Linked DNA regions of Dromaius novaehollandiae: region 1 is linked to region 2. Evidence: chromatin contacts called from public Hi-C data. All regions are on one chromosome and are shown on one strand. The core of a region is the stretch at or near the end of the contact, and the rest is flanking DNA. Distances in the headings are between cores, read along the strand shown. Region 1 holds the start of PDE3A (phosphodiesterase 3A). Region 2 has its middle 100 kb from the start of PDE3A.

Region 1 (3,824 bases), core at 577-3,076, 100 kb before region 2:
CAGGACAGTAACGTTTGCTTGCTTCGTTTCTGTTAGGTGCGCATTTAAAAGGCGGCATCGCTGGTAACAAAGCAAAAGTTTTCACTCATCCTTTCCAATCGCGGCCTCTTAGAGGGCACAAAGTTGAGCTCAAGCGCGTTACCCAGGATCAACTCCCCCAACAACAGCAACGTGAAAGCTATCGATTACACCCGCAGAAACGGCCCTGCGGAGGCAAAGTGCAAAGATGAGCAGGGCTCCGCGCCGGGCCGTCTCAGAGGACACGCTATCGCGCCGATAAGAGACTTCTCCCGCCGAGGACGAGCTGCTCGGCTCCCCTCCCAAGACACACACCTTGAAAGATTAAAGGAAGTTTAACAGGGTCGAGGGACCTTTCCGGAACACTACAGGTTTTAAAAAAAAAAAAACTACACAAAAAACCCCAAAAGCAACAACACGGCTTGTCAGTGGTGCTGGGAAATCTGGAGCCCGTGTCCTGAAGGCGCGCTCCGCGCCAGCTCCGCGGACCGGGCGCGCACGCTCCACCTCAACTTTCCGCCAGGCTTCGGAAAAGCAAGCCGCGGGGATGGCTATTAGAGAGAAAAGGGGGAAAAAAAGAGAAACAGGAAAGCAAGCAAGCTCGGGGGTTTCGCCCCGCGGCGTGCACCCGGGCACCTCACGCGCAGCCGGCAGCGCGCCCGCCCCGCCGCGGGCCGCCGCCGCCGCCGTCGGGGCTCCCGGCGCCGCGGGAGGCGCCCCCGGCCGGGCCGGCACCGCGGCGGCGGCGGGCAGCGCCGGGGCCGGCCGTGCGCTCCCCCGGGGCGGCCAAGTTTTGGCGGCGGCGGCGGCCCCGGCCCCTTCCCTCCCCGGCGGGCGGCGGCCCGCGCCCTACCTGCTCGCGAGGTATGCAGGGCAGCGAGGTCCGGCGGTGGCTCTTGCTGCCGCAGCCCGACATCTCGGCGGCGACCACGGAGCTGGACCGCCGCCGCCTCCTCCTCAGCGCCGGGGCTGCGTCGGCGGCCGGGGGCGCGGCGGGGGGCGCGGCGGGCGGGGCGGCCCCGCGCGGCGGCCAGAGCCGGTCGGCGCAGCCGGCCAGCAGGATGCCGAGCAGCCCCAGCAGGTACGCCAGGTAGGGCCGCCACGACGCCGGGACCCGCTCGAAGGAGACGAGCGACGTGGTCCGCACCGCGCTAGCCACGGCGAGCATGAGGACGCCCTGCCTCAGCCTCAGCACCAGCCATGTCGCGGCGGCCAGGCAGCTCAGCACCACCCCCGTGGCGCCCAAGGAGAGCAAGTGATCCTCCCCCGCCGCCAGCGCCCTCTGCGCCACCGCTTCCCCCCCGCAGCAGGCGGCCAGCAGCAGCGCCGCCGTCCGCGCCCGCACGCCGCCGCGCAGCAGGTAGCGGCCCATGCCGAAGGCGGCGCCGGCCAGCCCCAGCGGCACGGCGCCGGGGGGCAGCCAGGCCCGCAGCCCCGCGCCGGGGGGGGGCGGCCCGCCGCGCCGCCCCGTCGCCCCACCGCCGCCGCCCTCGGCCGCCAGCTCGCGGCCCGGCTCCCCCCGCAGCGGCCGCACCGCCAGCGCCAGCAGCAGCGGCAGCGCCGAGCAAAGTTTCCGGCAGCGCCAGCCGCGCCGCAGCGCCGGCGCGGCCCGGGAGGCCGCCCCCGGCCCCGCCGCCGCCGCCCCGCCGCCGCGCGCGGCCATGGCCCCGGCCGCGCAGGGCAGCGGCGGGCGAGCGCGGCCGCGCTCAGCGCCGCGGGCAGCCGTGGGGGCGGCGGGCCGGGGGCGCTCGCCGCCGCCGCGCCGGCATCGCCCGCGGAGCCGCTCTGCCCCTCTGCTCGGGGGGGGGGGGGGGGGGCGCGAAGGGAAGGGAGAAAAAAGGAAAAAAAGAGCGCGAGACGAGGGGAAATCCTAAGTGGTGTAAAACTGGGGGCGGGGGAGGCAGATGTACCGACTCAGAAGTGCTGCTTAATTTCTAGGCCATCGTTTCCCTCCGCGGCGCTGCGGGGGGGGGGGGGGGAAGCGGGCGGCGCTGCCGCCGGCGCAGCCGCGGGGGTCCCGCCGAGCCGCCGCACCCCGGCTGCTGCGGGCCGCGGGCAGGCTGTAACGGCAGAACCAGGAAAAAAAGAACATAAAAGGCCGGGGGAGAAGTTGCTACGTCCTGCCGGGGAGAGCGAGAGACGATATCCGCGGGAGGGACTTGAGGGAGGCTACTTGGGAAGCGGGGGAGAGGAAAAAAAAAGAGAAGAGGAAGAACGAGAGGGAAAGCGTTTCCCTTCTGAACGCCGCTGGAATAATCCCCGAGTTTTGCACGGAAAATACAAGTGATGCGAGTGTCCCCGCACACATACACACACACTGGGCAGAGCAGGCTGCGGAAAGCCCAGAAGCAAAGCCAAACCCGAACAAAACAACAAACCCGAAAAGAGCTCGGGGGGGGGGGGGGGGGGAGAGGGATAAGAGGCGATAATTAAGCAGGACGCAGCCCCGGGGCGGGGGGGACTCGCAAACCGGCCGGGGCGGCTCCCGGGGCGAGGCTGCCGCGGTCCTGCCCGCCCCGGTGCAGCGCGGAGGAGGCGCCGCGCTCCGCGCCAGGGCCGGGGGGCTGGTCGCGCCGCTGCCGCCCCGCAGGAGCCGGCGGCCACCGGGCGCTAGCGGCCAAGGCATAAATCTGCCTGTCAGAGAGGGGGCAATTACAAGGCCGTAAAAAAGTCAGAAAGATGAATGTTTACGAACGGCTATTGCTATTTTTGTTGTTGGTTCCTAATGGGAAGCCCAAACTGGAATCCCGGAGCTGGGGCTGCAGACCGCACTTTGGGGCAAGTCGGTGCCCGAGATCCCCATTTCACACCTGGGACCTTGGGACGGGGGACACAGACCCTGGGGTCTTGGTCCATAGCTAGGCTGTGGCTCCATCCAACTCCCCCCCCCCCTCCATTTCCTCCCTTTAAATCTATTTCACCCTGACACCGGAGGGTTCCTCCAGGAGGGATTTGCAGAGCGCTAGGGGCTGCCACAGTTAGGCCCACATCCCTGGGCTGCATAAAATTACTATTTGCACGAGTACAATCAGGTGTGGATTAAAAGCCCATGCAAGATCAGGCCCTGAGTTCTTAAAGCCACAGGTCCTGGTGAAGGGCATAGAGTAATGCATTTAGCACATAATAATACAAACCACAGAAAAATATTATCACCAGCTGTGAAGTTACGGAACATTAAGAGTCAGGAAATGAACAGATTAGAAAACAGAATTTCCCTGCTCTTTTCCCCCCATGCACATACACAAATCACTAATTTAAGACAGATTTATAGTCCCTACATATTTATTGGTGTATCTGTCTGGATATCATGCCTATCATCCAGTAGCTGAACCTCTGAAATGGGAGCATGAGTGAAACATGTTTTGGATTTTTAGTAGAAATGGGTCATAAAAACTGAGTATGTTTTTAAATAATAGTGTTCCAGACTGGTTATTATGGAATATAGATTTATTAGTCATTTTTATGTTTGAAGCTTGGTTCGAAAACAACCTAGATATTGTTAGCAAAGTTTGGCTCTGAGGAATGGAAAGCCTCTGTGTTTTTTAAAAGGTTAAGGGTCCAGATTAAGAACAGCTGGAGAGGTTTAGAGTTTATTCTGGTGAGACAGCAATCAGCAGGTTGTCATATACACCTAGGAAAACGTAGCTGGGTTCCACCTACTCCAAGCATCAACATCTCAAAGGCAGAATCAGGATCTAGAGAGCTCATATGACTTCTAATTCCTTTTTAGCTTTTTATAAGTAAGAAATGTCTCTCAGATATTTGTAATTGTAGATGCATCAAAACAGAATGCAAATGAATCGGTA
Region 2 (3,717 bases), core at 975-3,474:
TACTTTGTGTTATATTCATTACAAATAAATATTTGTTTCTAATAAGTAAAAGTCAGACTCTTCAACCAGTGACACAAGAGCATCCCACACAGCAAACCACAGACCAGGAAAAAGTCTGAAGTACAAACATTATGAAGGCTAGTCAGCTATCTAAATCTGATAAATTGTTTTTGGCAACAGATTAATAAAACAGTTGTTTCATGTTTGTGGGGAGTTTTTAACAGCTTGTTCTTGCGTTTTAAAATACTGTCTCAAGATTTCATGTTTACGAGAAGAAATTGAATTGTGTTTTTCCTTTAAGCTTTTGTTAAAAAAAGTAAAATGATGCAGTGACAACTGCAAAAACAGCTCTTGTCTTCATTGGAATCAATGAAGAAAAGGCCCAAGATGTTTATCTAGCATAAAACAAGATCCATATCAACCATTATGTGAATAGCGACATGAAACCTCTCCAAGTAATCGGTATGGCTAGCAGATGGCACAGGCTCAACTCCATTAAAAGCAGCGAGAGACCAGACCCCAGATTAAGATTTCCACTTGACTGTAACTCTGGAGGTCTCTAAAAGCAGTATAAAAATATCAAGTAACTTCTCCAAATATTCATGCACATATTAATATAGGCACGGACTACCTACTAATTGAAACAGTATCAATGCCAAAAGACACATCCAGCTTTCATGTTGTGATGGTCAGAGTTTTAATAAGAGAGTCATGGAAACCAACACTGAAATATGAAACACAATGGAAAATAGCTCTGTTCTCTAACAGTCAGATGCTCACAGCTTCCTTTCCTTTCCTTTTCCAGAGCAAATTACAGAAACTATGGTCCTTGGTTTCAATGAGGATTACAAAAGTGATTTTAAGCTTCCTTTTGTGCTCCTGATGTTAAGATCATTATTTCCCTTCCAGTGCCTTCTCTAGCCTTTGTTTTACTACTGAAATGATCTCCTTCCTTCTTTACTGAGCACCACCTATTTTGAATTTAAGCAAATGAATTAAACCAAATCAAAAACTGCTGGCCCTCTGTGATGTTTGTTCTATTTATTTATTATAATCCATTCCTCTGCTCTCTGGCTGTCTGGTTTACTTAAACTGTGAAATCTTCAGCCACCGACTGTCTTACTCTGTTTATACAGCACCTATAGCAACAGGACCATGTTCCTAAATGGCATCAGGCTCTTACTGTAGTAGAGATAACCACCAACATTAGGAGTAATTAACAGCACTAACGCTTACACTGTGGGCAATACATCTACGCAGATGGAAACAAAAACAAAGCAAAGTAGCCCATAATCGCTCACAGCAATTAATGCAAAGTATACTTTAAAAGTCAGCAGTCCTAAGAATTAAAAAGAAAAGCTATTATTAAAGTAAGCTCCTTTCTCAGAAACTTCCCATCCAAAACATTATAAATTATGCCTGTTCTGAGCTGAAGTTCCAAGAAGTTTGAATCAGTTTTACATCTTCCAGCAGCTAATGAAGACTGGATATGTGTAGACAAAACATTCTGCTGTTATCTCAATAGACAGAAAAAACAAACAGAATATTTTATAGCCTAAAATAATTTCCCCACAAAACATTTTTAAAATCACATGACCACGTTATGAAAATATGTCAAGTTATTCTGTCATTTTTGCTGGAAATATATGGGTGGCTCTTCTGCCATCTATCAAAATCCTAAACTCATTTTTCATTAGTCATATAAGCAGCTGGGTATGTACACAGTTAAACACCATGATATACGCACTCTTTCAGAAAGGTAGTTTAATGGATAAGAGGATATCCCGTTAGTATGGCATCAGTGTTTTAACCACATGCAAGGAGGGCATACAAGGAACGGGTCTGACCACAGAGGTGGAGATGAGGACTCCGTGCTTCAGCTGCAGACTCTGGTCAGGTAAACTAGTAACTAAAAATAAAATAATAACTCTGCACTCTGGGAGGAACGTGCATTACATCTCCCCGGAGCCAGCAGGGCTCCCGGGCGCTGCAGCGCCAAGCGTGACGCTGGCTCCCTGCAGCACACACTGCCTCTGGGGATGCAGTGCCTGAGCACCCTCTACTTCCAGGACTGCCACAAATCACGCTACAGTCTTAGTCCCTTTAAAAGGTTGTTTCCTCGTGTGCATGTATTTATTCTCACAGGAAGTCTCTGAAGTACTTGAAGCAGCTCCAACATGCAGCTTTGTTAGTCACAGGGCAGAACTTAATAGCTCAGACATCCGATGCACTATTGTGGCTGTTACACTTGCAGGGCTCCAGCTGGTATTTCCACACGGTACAGCACAATGCTGTGTAGACAGCACTTTTTCCGGAGTCTTTTCATGCACTCTGTTGCATGGTGTATGTAGGCATTTCAGCTTGATGAGCCCAGTGTTTAGCTGCTAAACATTCTGGTTATCCAGTGAGGATATAGGTGCTTTATTTTATTCTATACATTACAGAATGGATCCATGCAGTACAGTTGTTTCCAAGTCAAATGAACACAGGATGTGCTGTTATCACTTAGAGCCATACCAAAACAAATGGGAAACAAGGACTGGGAAGCCTACAGTAAGACATTAATATCAAGCCTGTAAGCAGCTGATTCAGAAAGAAAGAAACAATTTCCAGAGAATCAAAAGGAGTCAAATCAATTAAATTGGGGGGGGGGGGGGGGAGGAGGCCTCCATTTTGTCTTTAAACACCAGACCGTTCCCTTTGAAGACTTTTCTAATTGCATTTAATTTCTAAAATTGCATTTCCTTCCTAGAAGACAGTCTTTTCTCCCCCTCCAGAGGTATCCATTCTCCATTGTGACCAACATTTTCCTTCAAGTTTGCCTATCTCCTACTACTGCTGAAACAGATCCTCCTAGTCTTTAACTTATTTAAGTCCACACTGAAATAAGGAGGGGACTTTTGTCTTTGTTCTACAGACAGAGAAGTGAGAAAAGGCAGGTAAACAGCTTGCTTGCAGTCAAAAGAATGAATTTAAACCACCCCAAACCACCCTTCATTTTTCCCATCCAGGTGAAAAACAGGCAGGCAGGCGCCACTGAAGACTCTCCGAACGGTTGCTCACAGACAAGCGTCTGCACTAGCTGCAGTGGCCACTTCATGCCGTCCATGCTGCTGTCTCCATGGGGTGCTCCATGGCAGTGACTTATTTCCCAAAGACTGAGACCTGGCTGGCTTTTCACTCACTGCTTTTCCCATGAGCCCCACAGCACATGCTGCTCACTTTGTTTTGCTGGCCTCTGATCTTTTCTTTCTAGTTCCAGTTCTGCAGTATGGTGGATTGGCATTTCAAGGGGTGTAAAAGGGAATTTGTGCCAGGTAAGCTAGTAAGCTGATTGACTGCTAGATTAACCACACCTCAGGTATAAGCAGAATAGCGGTTCTTAGGTGTGAACACAGGCATATTGCCCAACCACTTACCACCAAGTGCTTTGGAACAGCAACTTTGGAATGAGGTCCGTAACCACTCTGTATCTTTCACACTGGAGACTTTATGCCATTTACTTCCACAGAAGACTTGAAAGCCCTATACAACTATTCAGGCTGCCATTTTGAGCAGCAGAGGCTTCTGGTATTTTTTGGTCTCAATATTTCAAAGCACAGAATATAAACAAGGCAGCCAAAATGACCTGTGGATCTAATCATTTTGCAATGTTTATCCTTCACTGTAGATGTGATTCAACTGCCTTGGCGATTTCATCTATCCCTTTATGTCACA

The links. Hi-C and Micro-C count contacts between places; a contact is called where the count stands out from the background.
Region 1: a Hi-C map of liver shows a contact between it and region 2, with 5 times the contacts expected there. The contact joins the promoter of PDE3A here to the enhancer-like site in region 2. A contact is called at or near these places in 2 of 4 Hi-C or Micro-C datasets (brain and liver).

Annotation. Positions count from the first base shown.
Region 1 is chr1:69,110,013-69,113,836 of bDroNov1.hap1, reverse strand. It overlaps PDE3A (phosphodiesterase 3A), which reads right to left and starts at 1,826. Exons shown (of 15, transcript XM_064515787.1): 1 at 872-1,826. The coding sequence starts at 1,681.
Region 2 is chr1:69,006,813-69,010,529 of bDroNov1.hap1, reverse strand. No RefSeq gene overlaps it. Among named protein-coding and RNA genes, the nearest start is that of PDE3A, 100 kb to the left of the region's middle. Within about 2 kb of position 2,224, at least 2 of the 2 cell types and tissues checked have open chromatin away from gene starts, as enhancers often do.